Linked DNA regions of Ovis aries: region 1 is linked to region 2. The links are chromatin contacts, called in public Hi-C maps. All regions are on one chromosome and are shown on one strand. Each heading gives the region's core, a stretch centred on a gene start, on an enhancer-like site or on the middle of the called end of the contact. The rest is flanking DNA. Distances are from core to core; before and after follow the strand shown.

Region 1 (5,923 bases), core at 279-2,778, 140 kb after region 2:
GTCTGACTCTTTGCGACTCCGTGACTGTGCCGGCCAGACTCTTCTGTCCATGGGATTCTCTAGGCAAGAATGCTGGAGTGGGTTGCCATTCCCTTCTCCAGGGGATCTTCCCAACCCAGGGATTGAATCTGGGTCTCCTGCACTGCAGGCATATACTTTACCATCTGAGCCACCAGGCAAGCTTTACAAAGTTCAGTACTATGTATTAATACTATTGATGGATTCAGGCATTCCCGAGGGTCTTGAAACGTATCACCTGCTGATAAGAAAGGGAGGGACTACTGTATTTGGAGTAGTTTGCTAGGAATGAGAAATAATTAAATCTTACAGAACATTTGCTAACTGTAATTTTTAGGATTTTGTGGGGGGAGGAGGGCAGTCAGCTACATGGTGGTGTTAGTCTGAGGACCTGTATTGACGGGAAGGCTAGCTTGAGATGTTTGGTGGGTAACTGGCTGCTGCCTTTATTCCTTAATGGACCCCCAAAGATGGATAATAGAATAAAGGATCGAGAAATAATGGTCTAGACTATAATCCCATTGAGAGTTGGAAACTCACCTGTCTAACACACTGTATACCACGAGTCAGTGAAAGTTGCTCAGTCATGTCTGACTCTTTGTGACCTCATGCACTATGCAGTCCATGAAATTTTCCAGGTCAGAATGGGGAGTGGATAGCGTTTCCTTCTCCAGGGGCTCTTCACAACGCAGGGATCGAACCAGGTCTCCCACATTGCAGGCACGTTCTTTACCAGCTGAGCCATAAGGGAAGCCCACTGTATGGCATAAATATGCATTCATTCATTCTACGAAGTGAGGAATGGTGTCCAAGAGGAAGGACCAGCATGCTCATGGATGCAGGAACACGTGAAGTATTTGGAAACTCTGTGGTTCACTCGGGTTGGCAAGCAGGCTGTGAGGCAGGGGCAGCAGGAGGTGAGGGTGGAGAGGTCTGCAGGGACCACACCTTGGAAGGGTCTTTGCTCAGCCCAGGAGCTTGGGCTTTCAGAGGAAGGGGAAGGGGCGTGATTGGACGGTTTTAGGAAGTGGCTGGAAGTCACCAGGTGTATGGACGGTGGGGAGGAACAGACAGGGTGCACAGAAACCCGTTAAGAGGATTTTGTGAAAATGTGGATGACAGATAATGAGGTCTGTGCTAAGGTGCTAGAGGGAGATGTGCTAAATATTTACGAGGCAGAATTGACGGGACTTGGAGTTGAGGACGAGGAAGGGAGGTGAAACTTGGAAGATAACACCCCTTTTTAGATAGGTGACTTCAGGGATCTAAGAGATGGAGATGGAGCTGTGTCTGTGTGAAGGAGAGAAAAAGGAATCAGGTTTGTCCTTGAATGAGTTTTTGCTTAGTATTCAAATATATCTGTTTTCTGAGCTTGAATGACCTGATATATATACGTTAGCTTGTGGGCATGGTATTAATAAAGAGGAAACTGTCTACATTGTAGAGCTACAGTCTTGTGTGTGCGTACAGGCTCAGATGCTTAGTGGCTGAATTAAAATTCACTGAGGTCTGTGCGTGGCTTACCCTCTGCTGCCTCTTGGTGGTAGAAGGTGTATTCAGCAAGAAAAAGAAAGGGAAGTGTTTGAAGTCTCCAAAGATTTGGTGGCATACTCGTGACCCTTAAAACTTCCTAGAAGTTAATGTGATCATGTTGATGTGATGAGTGGCTATCTCAAAACATCTCAAGGTAGAATTTTAAGAATTTCTTCCTTTTTGATGTTCTAGCAGAAGTTTCAGTAATAGTTGGTTTGACACCTCTAGGTGTTTTTTTTTTTTTTTTGTAACTAATATGTAACAATTTGTAGGTTTTTTTTTTATGTTAATGGCTGTAAGATTATTGTCTAACCTCATTTTGATATAATTTTATCTAAGAACAGACAGCTAATTGACTAGCTAATCCCTCCCTTTTTTAAAGAACAAATGCTTTCCATTAGCTGTTTGTTTGGTGGAGCCTTTCTGAAGACATTAAGTGTCTCCCTATACGAGGGATAATCAGTTAGCTTCTTAGAGTTCATAACACGTGTGATAATTTGTTTGTCATTGAACAAAATATGATTTCTCTTTGTATTTACTTTTGAAATCTAGTGTCTTAATCAGCATAAAAGTAGTGATTTTTTTTTAACACAGTAAAATACTTTTCTAGACAAGCTCCGAAGAAGTATGCCTAACCTAGCTCGGATGCCAAGTACAACCACTGTTAGTAGCAACGGGAGTTCTCCAGTCACCGTGCGGAATAGTCAGAGTTTTGACTCAAGCTTGCATGGAGCTGCAAATGGACTTTCAAGAATACAGTCTTGTAGTAAGTATGACAGATTTTTTGGTAATTTTCAGTTAGTTATAACACCATTAGGAAAATATCTTACTATTTCATTTTTCTTTCTTTCTCTGAACACTACAGGAAACCTTTATCCTTGTGACTTTTATTTTGTATTTCACCATTAAGAAGTATTTTCACTGGTGCCTGTTAATAATTAGCAAATTATATGTTACCAATTAATAATTAGCAAATTATGTTAGCCTTTATACTTAAGGATAGAAGTAGAAGCCCTGAATGGTGATTGATCTCTCTGCTCATCATACAAAAATGTTTTCTGCGCAGTCCTGCTTCTTTCTAGCTGTGCACTTGATATGTTTACTCAGAGGAAAGCACAGCTCTTCTGTCCAGCTCTTACCGTGGTCTTGTTTTGCATCAGTCCATAGCTTTCCCAGGGCAAATGCAGTTCTGTTCTAGTGTGACTGAAGAGTAGGATTTAGCTGCCCCATTGCAGTTTGCCCACAGCCTTTCATTCTCTGTGTGTTTTACCCAGTGATGAGGAGCATGGTGACAGCACAGTCTAGTGTTTTGTGTTCTCACTTTGTGTGGGGATGTCTTGGCTCCAGGTTCCCCACCCCCAACCCATGCTGCCTGTATGGGTTGCTGCTGCTGCTGCTACTGCTAAGTCGCTTCAGTCGTGTCCGACTCTGTGCAACCCCATAGACGGCAGCCCACCAAGCTCTGCCATCCCTGGGATTCTCTAGGCAAGAACACTGGAGTGGGTTGCCATTTCCTTCTCCAATGCATGAAAGTGAAAAGTGAAAGTGAAGTCATTCAGTCGTGTCTGACTCTTAGCCACCCCATGGATTGCAGCCTACCAGGCTCCTCCGTCCATGGGATTTTCCAGGCAAGAGTACTGGAGTGGAGTGCCATTGCCTTCTCTGACTTGTATGGGTAGTCAGGGTTAAGTCCAAGATTGACCCCTGGGAGGCAGATTCAAGGCCACAGGCCCAGTACGGATGTGCCCAGACCTGGAAGGCCAAGTGTGTGGCCAAGCACTGTCAACCAGATGTCTTCAGCTTCCACCCAGCAGACGCCTTGGTGCCCCTGATACACTACCCCAGGTACCTCCAGAACATGCTGAGAACGGGTCAGGTTTCCGGTCGCTGCTTGCGTCGCTCTGTGTGTCACACTTGACTGCCATTATGTTTATCTTCCATACTAGCTTATTGGCTTTTCCTGGGCGTCGACCATAGCTCTCAGGAGATGTTTGAACAAATGTGTAAATGAACGCTGTAGGGCTGGATCTTAGGGCTTCATCTGTTAATATTTGAATTAAAGGCCTGTGTAAAGACACAGAAGATAGCCTAGGAACTAATGGTGGGAAACTGAGGGCTGCTTTCTAATTTTATGTCAGGAGGTTAGGACAGGTGGCCAGATACATCATGATGAAATTTAACTGAGTTAGAAGTTCTGTGCTTGAGTATAAAAGTCAACAGTATAAACATAGAAAGGGGAAATACAGTAGTCACAGTAGCAACTAGGGTAATGCTTAGGAGTTTTTTGAGCTCTAATTCAATGTGGATCAGTAGTACAGTTTGAGTGCCAGAAAAATCAAAGTAACCCAAAATAGAACATACCCTACAAACAATGGAAAATCTTGATGGAAGTCCTGAAAAAATGATGAAAGAGCATGTCAAAAGGATATAGGAAACAACTTAATGAAACTACTAGAGACCAAACCTGCCACAGATTGAGCCACAGAATAAATGATTATATTAAAAGATTATAACCCATAGATTAAATAATCATAGGTTCATACTTAATTGAATAAATGGAGAAGAGGGGAAATTCTTCTTTATAGAAGAATTGCAATTAATAAACATAAAGAAATGAAGGAAATAGAAAAATCATTGTGTGTAACTCAAGCATAATAATGAGAGAAAACAAAAGAACTTGAGTGTTAATGTGTAAGAGGAGGTCAGTCATGAACTTGTTTCAGATCCCAGGACTCTGTTCTCATTGACTTTGATCCCTAAGCGAATATCCTTTATACATCGTACGTGTATATAAACATCACGCTTGTGTTTCATGAAGAGCAAGTTCTGGACTGGTATGCCTTCTGGAGTGAACAAAGTGAACAGAGAAGGTTGGAGAGGCGACTCCGGAAGGAGGGCACTAGGTCTGCAGCTGGAGTCTGGGTCTTTGCTTGGGCATAAGTTCATGGGAAACTATGTATCCTTTCTGATCCTTGTTTTCTCATTTGTAAAATTAGGATTGTGTCTATTAATCTTGACTAGTTTCTGTATTATTTCTTTTTAAACTTAATGTAGTTATCTGTCTTGTGTGTAGGAGAGTTAAAGGGACTAATAGGACTGCCTTCCTGAAGTAACTCTTCTGGAGTTTCATTTCAAATGATAGACTTTTTGAAATTTCATTTAATCTGTAGATAAATTTTAGAATTGGTATCTTAACAATATTAGTTTTCTAATTCATTAACATGGAATATCCCCTCATTTACTTAGATCTTCTTATCTGTCAAAGTTATGTAGCTTCCTATATAGAGGTTTAATACAGATGTAGTTCAGTTTATTCCTAAGTATTTTATCTTAAAAATGCTTTTATAAGTAATATTTTTTTCAAATTTTAGTTCACTGATAATTTAGAAATACAACTGATTTTTTTCTGTTTTGATATTCTGTTCAGCAGCTTTGCTAACTTCATTTATCCTAATAGTTATAAATTTGGAATATACTTGTAATATAATACATCTGAACACCAATACATATTCAAGAATGTTCATAAAACCCCAGACTTAGAAGTAACCAAGCTTTGCATCATCAGGAGAATGGATTATAAAATACATTCCGTGGAATACCTCACCTCAATGCAAATATATGGATAAATTTCAGAAACATAATGTTGAGTCAAAGAAGCCAGTCACGGAAGAGAACATACTCTGTAATTCCATTTACATGAAGATCAAAATAGGAATAACAAATCTGTGGTGATAAAAGTGAAAGTAACAGTCACTTGGGGGGCATGTTGACTGGGAGAGGATACGTGAGAAGCTGCTGAAGCGCCAGCAGTGTTTTGCTGTCTTGATGTGGGTATGGTTACATGAGTGTGTTCATATCATGCTTTCATTTCTCTCTAGGCTTAACGTTTGGGTGCCTTTAGCCTGGCATGCTACAGTCCATGGGGTTGCAAAGAGTTGGATTAGCACAACTTAGCTGCTGAACGATAACACTTTATATATATTGTGTTTCAGAAGAAGCTGGGCCCAGTATGTAGACACCTTTGTATGTGCATTTAAAACCTTTCAGACAGCATCAGCGTCTTTGAACGTGGCACCTGTGCAGGCAGTGGTGAACGTGCAATGTTCATTTTCCTCCTAGTTCCGTCCCCAGGGCAGCTCCAGCACAGGATGCACAGCGTGGGACATTTCCCAGCGTCAGTGCGGCAGCCTCTTAAAGCCACGGCCTACGTGAGCCCAACCGTCCAGGGCAGCAGTAATGCGCCCTTATCCAACAGCTTACAGTTATACTCCAACACTGGGATCCCCACCCCCACCAAAGCTGCAGCTTCCGGCGTCATGGGCCGCAGTGCACTTCCAAGACCTTCACTGGCAATAAATGGGAGTAACCTGCC
Region 2 (5,564 bases), core at 3,042-5,541:
CACACAAACGTGTATTTATGTTTGTCTCTGGAGACTTATGGCCGGTAGCTGTCCTATGGAAACAGACTTTCAAGATGGAAACTGAGCAATAGTCAGCCCAGGAGATGTTCATACTCAGGTTTCCTCTCCTTTATGTACTGGGAACCAATATGTAAGGAACCCCTCCCTCCCTGTATATAAATATATGTGTATACACGTGTGGCAGTGGTGATTTAGTCACTCAGTTGTGTCCAACTCTCTGTGACCCCAGGGATAGTAACCCGCCAGGCTCCTCTGTCCATGGGATTTCCCAGGCAAGAAAACTGTGCAGGTTGCCATTTCCTTCCCCAGAGGATCTTACTGACCCAGGGATCAAACCCATGTCTCCTGCATTGAAGGTGGATTCTTCACCACTAAGCCACCAATGAAGCCTGTTTATTGATATGTATATATATTGCTTATATATTGATATGTATATATATTGCAAAGAGTTGGATATCACTTAACTACCGAACAACAGCAACAGCAATATATATATATTTATACACAAACACACACACATATATATATCTTAACTAGTTAAGATTCCCATTAAGAGCTACATTTTCTCACAAAAGATATTCTTAAAACTTTGTGTTACTGTTCAAACCCTCCTTTTTGTTAGAAAATGCCTTTGGGTAGTTCTTTAGTCTTATTGAGACATTCATAACTTATTTAAAAGCTATAACAAATTTTGAAAAATATTATAATTACCTTGCGTCCAAATCAACAACAAAAAAAAGACAGACTTGCTTTTCCATTTTGAAACTCCAGTGCTCTCTAATTAATACTTAGAAACAAATACTTAGAGACTAATTTGGAGATCTGAGCACCTCCCCATGTGTTGCTGTTAAACAGTTTACTAATCTCAAGCTATTTTCCAAGACCTACACAGCACATTTCCATTATTGTTGAGAGATTTTTTAAAATGATGTCCCAGTGAAGACTGAATGCATTAGACTTGCTTGATGGCCTGCCTTTGATTCTTTTGTATTTTAACTTTTTGATGGTGATTTTTTTTGACAACATGTAGGACTATTGGAAAACTATTCTTTATTAAGAGGATAACTTTGACAAGAAAATGCTAATTGCGTGACAGGGCTGTGTAACTTTAGGCATTCAACCTAATGTGTTAAAAACTCAGGTCTGAATTTCTATTCACTGAAATGTCACAGGATCTTTGAAATTTTGTCCTTAGGAGGACAGGATAATTTTTTTTTAATGTTAAAAAAATTCTTCTTCCTTAAATTAATGAAAAATATAGGCCAGATTTATGACTTCTAATCTGCGCAATGGTTATACACTTGAAAATAACTTTTCAGGCTTTCTATCTTATATTATTTTTCCTTTTACTTTGGCAATATTGAGCAATTTAATATTAATATGAATAGGATTTTTTAGAGGGCTAAAAAAAGTTGGTGTTAGTACGTCCTGAATTCAAAACATTAGATTTTAGAGCAGTGAATTGAATAGATTCAAAAGAAGCTAAATTTCATCAGAACTGGTCTAATCTGTTTTTACTACTCTAATTTATTTCTTCCACAAATGATCTTAAATATAAAATGAGGACAACTTGCATGTTTTAAACCCTGATTACTTTAATCACAGCAAGATGATTTTAATGAAAGAATATGAAAGGGAAGTGTTTCCTCTGTAATTAACACATGTCCTCAGGAGTACAAAAAATAGTCGAATTTAGTTTCTTGAGAACAAGCAAGAATGTGTAAGTAGGTCAATTAGATACTTAGAAAAAAAGCCGAGAAAAGCCTTATACCACAAATTGTCACAGAACCTAACATTGTAAAATTTAATTCTAACAGCTCAGTGTGGTCATTCCTAATGTAGTGGGTGTGCTGGAAAAAGGAAAGTGTTTACCATATTATCTGAGCAAATATATTTTATGATAGTATTCAAATGGGATGAGTCTTTGAGAAAAAGATGTTCCTCTGACACCTAACAAAACATGATTTTTACTATTTAAAAACATTTTACCATTATCTAATTGAGATAAGTGTTTTTATCTAATAAAGATAATTGCTTTATTGATGACTGAAAACTAAAATAAATGAACATGAACATATTTAGAAGTTTATTTCCATAGAGCTATTATTCCAGCAAGCACACTTTCATCTCTTTGAATGTAAATGTTTTCTCATAAATTTAAATTTAACAGAGAAGTGTTTTCTTACCTAACAGACATTATCTTTAATTTGAAAAATATAGGCAGATATATCCAGCTAAACCAAGCGTATATACAGAAGCCAACAGATCTGCTGAAAGAAGTATAAGGTACAATGATCTATCCTGATATCTCTATATTTATATTTATTTAATTGTATAAATGATAAAGTATGCTTTATTAGAACACTGAAACATACATGAAATTAATAAAACGGACAAAATCAGTTTTCCAGCTGACTTCAATAGTGGGTAATAAATCATTGTATATGTACTTAGAGAATTTTATTCCTTTTATTGCTATTTCTTAGTATTACATTAAGAACAACCAAAATTCCCTGAATATGATAACAGAATAAGATCAAACCCCTTAAGAAAGGAAAATCTCTCTTTATTCCTAACACTTGTCCCAGAGTCTATGATATAGCTGGCGTTGATGTGTAAGGGAATAGGTGGAAATACAGTCATCTGATTGAATGTCTACAAAACCTTTGCTTGGAATTGGCTGTATGATAAGGTCACTGAGCTTCTCCTGCACCATCAATAAAAGGCTTACAAATTGTACTGATGCTTTTGACTAAGATTTCCCCATGACAGTCCTGGTTTACACCTATTGTCTTAAACATCCCATCTAGTTTAGTATTTGCTTTAGATGTATCTTTATTTATTTATTTGAAAAAATACTATTTTGAAATTAGTTTTTGAACAATGTTATTTTATAAGTCAACCAATATGATAAACCAGCTTTTTTTTTTTTTAATGGTAAAAAACACAGCAGTAATTTACCATCTTGTGCATGTGGGATAAGTCGCTTCAGTTGTGTCTGACTCTTTGCGACCCCATGGACTGTAGCCCTCCAGGTTCCTCTGTCCATGGGTTTCTCCAGGCAAGAATACTGGAGTGGGTTGCCATTCCCTTTTCCAGGGGATCTTCCCAACCCAGGAATCAAACCCATGTCTCTTATGTCTAGCTGCATTGGCAGGCAAGTTCTTTACCACTAGAGCCACCTGGGAAGCCTAGCTTAATTTACCATTATAATAAATCTTTATTTTAAACAATTTTTTAAATTGAAAACATTGTTCAAAGTGCAAAATTTTATGTATGTTTTTTTTTCTCTTTATTATCCCCTGTGATGCTTAGACTTATGTCACGCAGATACCTTACCTTTGGGGGGAATACCTTGTACCTACAGGCTTAAGGTACAGCATGTTCTACAGTATGTCCCATGTACCACAAGATATCAATGAATGTTCTGGGAAAGAGACATTTAAAGGACAACACATTTAGGAAACACAGGAGAATAGGGTTCTCGATCATGAATTTCCAGAGCCTTCAGTGTGCGTGTATGTACAGTCCAAATCTCTAAAAGTCAGTTATGTTTCCTCAGTTTACTTGACTCCAAAATTCTTTCTTCATGGAACTCTGTTAACTTTCTATACAGTATTGTTTATGAAACACAGGTCTCAATTCAGGTAAACCTAAAATTATTCCTTTTCATGACCTGGCGATTTAAGTCCATTACATGTCAGGTGATTCCACATACCCTACAGTATTAAATGTGCTTTCTTTCCCTTTGGAAGCCTAAGAAGACAGATACGTTCACTTCATATAGGGGGTTGATTGATCTTCTGAATATGTTGCTCAATGTTCCTTGAAAACTGAAACTGTTAGTCGCTCCGTCGCGTCCAGCTCTTTGTGCCCCCGTGAGTGGTAGCCTGCCACGCTCTTCTGTGCATGGGATTCTCCAGGCAAGAATACTGGAGTGGGTTGCCATTCCCTTCTCCAGGGGATCTTCCTGACCCAGGGATCGAATCCAGTTCTCCCATATTGGCATGTGGATTCTTTACCATCTAAGCCACAAGGGAAGCCCAAGGATGTATACTCAGTGTCATTATAATGTTATGTATAATGTATGCTCAATGACATTATAATGTTCTATGGTTGATAGAAAAACTTCTGAACATACTTTGTGTTTACTTGTGCAGTTAATTCAATTTTTCCCCCGTATCCTTTTTAAGTATGTAACTTGCACATAGCCGATACACGTCTTTAGGAGAAACTGTAATTGTTTCAGTGAGCACTAGGTGGCAGAGGCAATGCCTGGGTGGAGTGACCGGCGTGCACGAGTGCGAGTGTGTGAGTGCTGTGAGCTGATGGGATAGGCTGTTGTTATTCAGATAAAGTCAGTGATTTCTGATAACATACGGACTTTGCTTTCTTCACTGAACACAGATACTTTAGTTCCTTTAAGCATAGCTCAGTTGTCATTGACATGAGTTTATTTTTCATTGTTTGAAGGAGTCAGGATCTGGAGAACATTGTCAAAGTGGCCACTTCGCTTCAGAAAACTAACAAGGGGTGAGTGCTCAAGAGGTTTTGAACTTGCATTTTTCTTCTCTCTCTGTTTCAAAAATGCTTAGCCAGTACCTTTAAATCTTCCAAATATGAACGAAATCCTGATGCTGCTCATTATATATAATTTGAAGGAAGAAAGAGTCAGTCTCTAGATTAGAGTTCCTGAGAAATGGGTAATACTGACACTGATGGACATTCTTCTCTCTCCGCTTTCTCTTCTGTGGAGTGATGCTCATGGTGGTGACCTTGCTCCAAACCCCCATCCTGAATTTATGTTCTGACCCGGATCTGTGTTTACCCATCTCCCCAGCACCCCCCTATAGAATGCCCTAGGTTATTGTCAACTTCCTCCCCAAATGCGGTATTTCCTATCTTCTCTGTGTTCTTTCATTCAGGCAAGCTCACCTTTCTGGAATCATTTTTGATTCTTCCATCTTGACCCCTCTGCGTAGTATCAGGCATGTATGGATTAAATGTCTAAAGTGCCCTGCACACCCCCATGGTCTCACCCAGTTCAAACCCTCATTGGTTCCATCACAGGTTATCAGAGTAGCTATTCAGATTGACTGACACTCCTCCAGTCTCTTCTTCCACTAGACCATCACTACCCATCACTGCTGGAGTTTTCTTTCTATGATTCTACTTGAAAAATCACTCCACTTGGCTTCCCACGGCCTAGTCAATTGCATATAACTTCATGCAATGCCCTTGTTAACCTGGCTCTGACCTAACATTCCTTAGAAATTTTGGACTTCACCAATGCATTTATCCTACATTCAATACCAAATTAAACCACTTCCTTTCTGAAGTTTCCAGAGCCTCTGCCTTTGTTTATACCATTCTATTCATGAGGGCTTTTCCAGCCTCAAGGCCACCATATCAATACATTCAAGTTCTACCCATTTTTCAAGATCCAGATCAGATACCAACACCTCTGTGAGGTCTTTTCCAAGTGAGTGACCCAGTGAGATGTGACTTTTGCCTCCTTAAGTGATTAGAATCCTATTATTCAA

What was found. Hi-C and Micro-C count contacts between places; a contact is called where the count stands out from the background.
Region 1: a contact with region 2 is called in a Hi-C map of liver, with 5 times the contacts expected there. The contact joins two enhancer-like sites. A contact is called at or near these places in 13 of 16 Hi-C or Micro-C datasets (blood, hypothalamus, liver and 6 more).

The regions. Positions count from the first base shown.
Region 1 is chr10:53,482,398-53,488,320 of ARS-UI_Ramb_v3.0, forward strand. It overlaps SLAIN1 (SLAIN motif family member 1), which reads left to right. Exons shown (of 8, transcript XM_042254965.2): 6 at 2,162-2,317; 7 at 5,671-5,923. Among named protein-coding and RNA genes, the nearest start is that of SLAIN1, 47 kb to the left of the region's middle. Within about 2 kb of position 1,529, at least 9 of the 54 cell types and tissues checked have an H3K27ac peak or open chromatin away from gene starts, as enhancers often do.
Region 2 is chr10:53,338,965-53,344,528 of ARS-UI_Ramb_v3.0, forward strand. It overlaps SCEL (sciellin), which reads left to right. Exons shown (of 33, transcript XM_060394163.1): 11 at 2,242-2,307; 12 at 4,495-4,554. Among named protein-coding and RNA genes, the nearest start is that of TRNAR-CCU, 11 kb to the right of the region's middle. Within about 2 kb of position 4,292, at least 4 of the 54 cell types and tissues checked have an H3K27ac peak or open chromatin away from gene starts, as enhancers often do.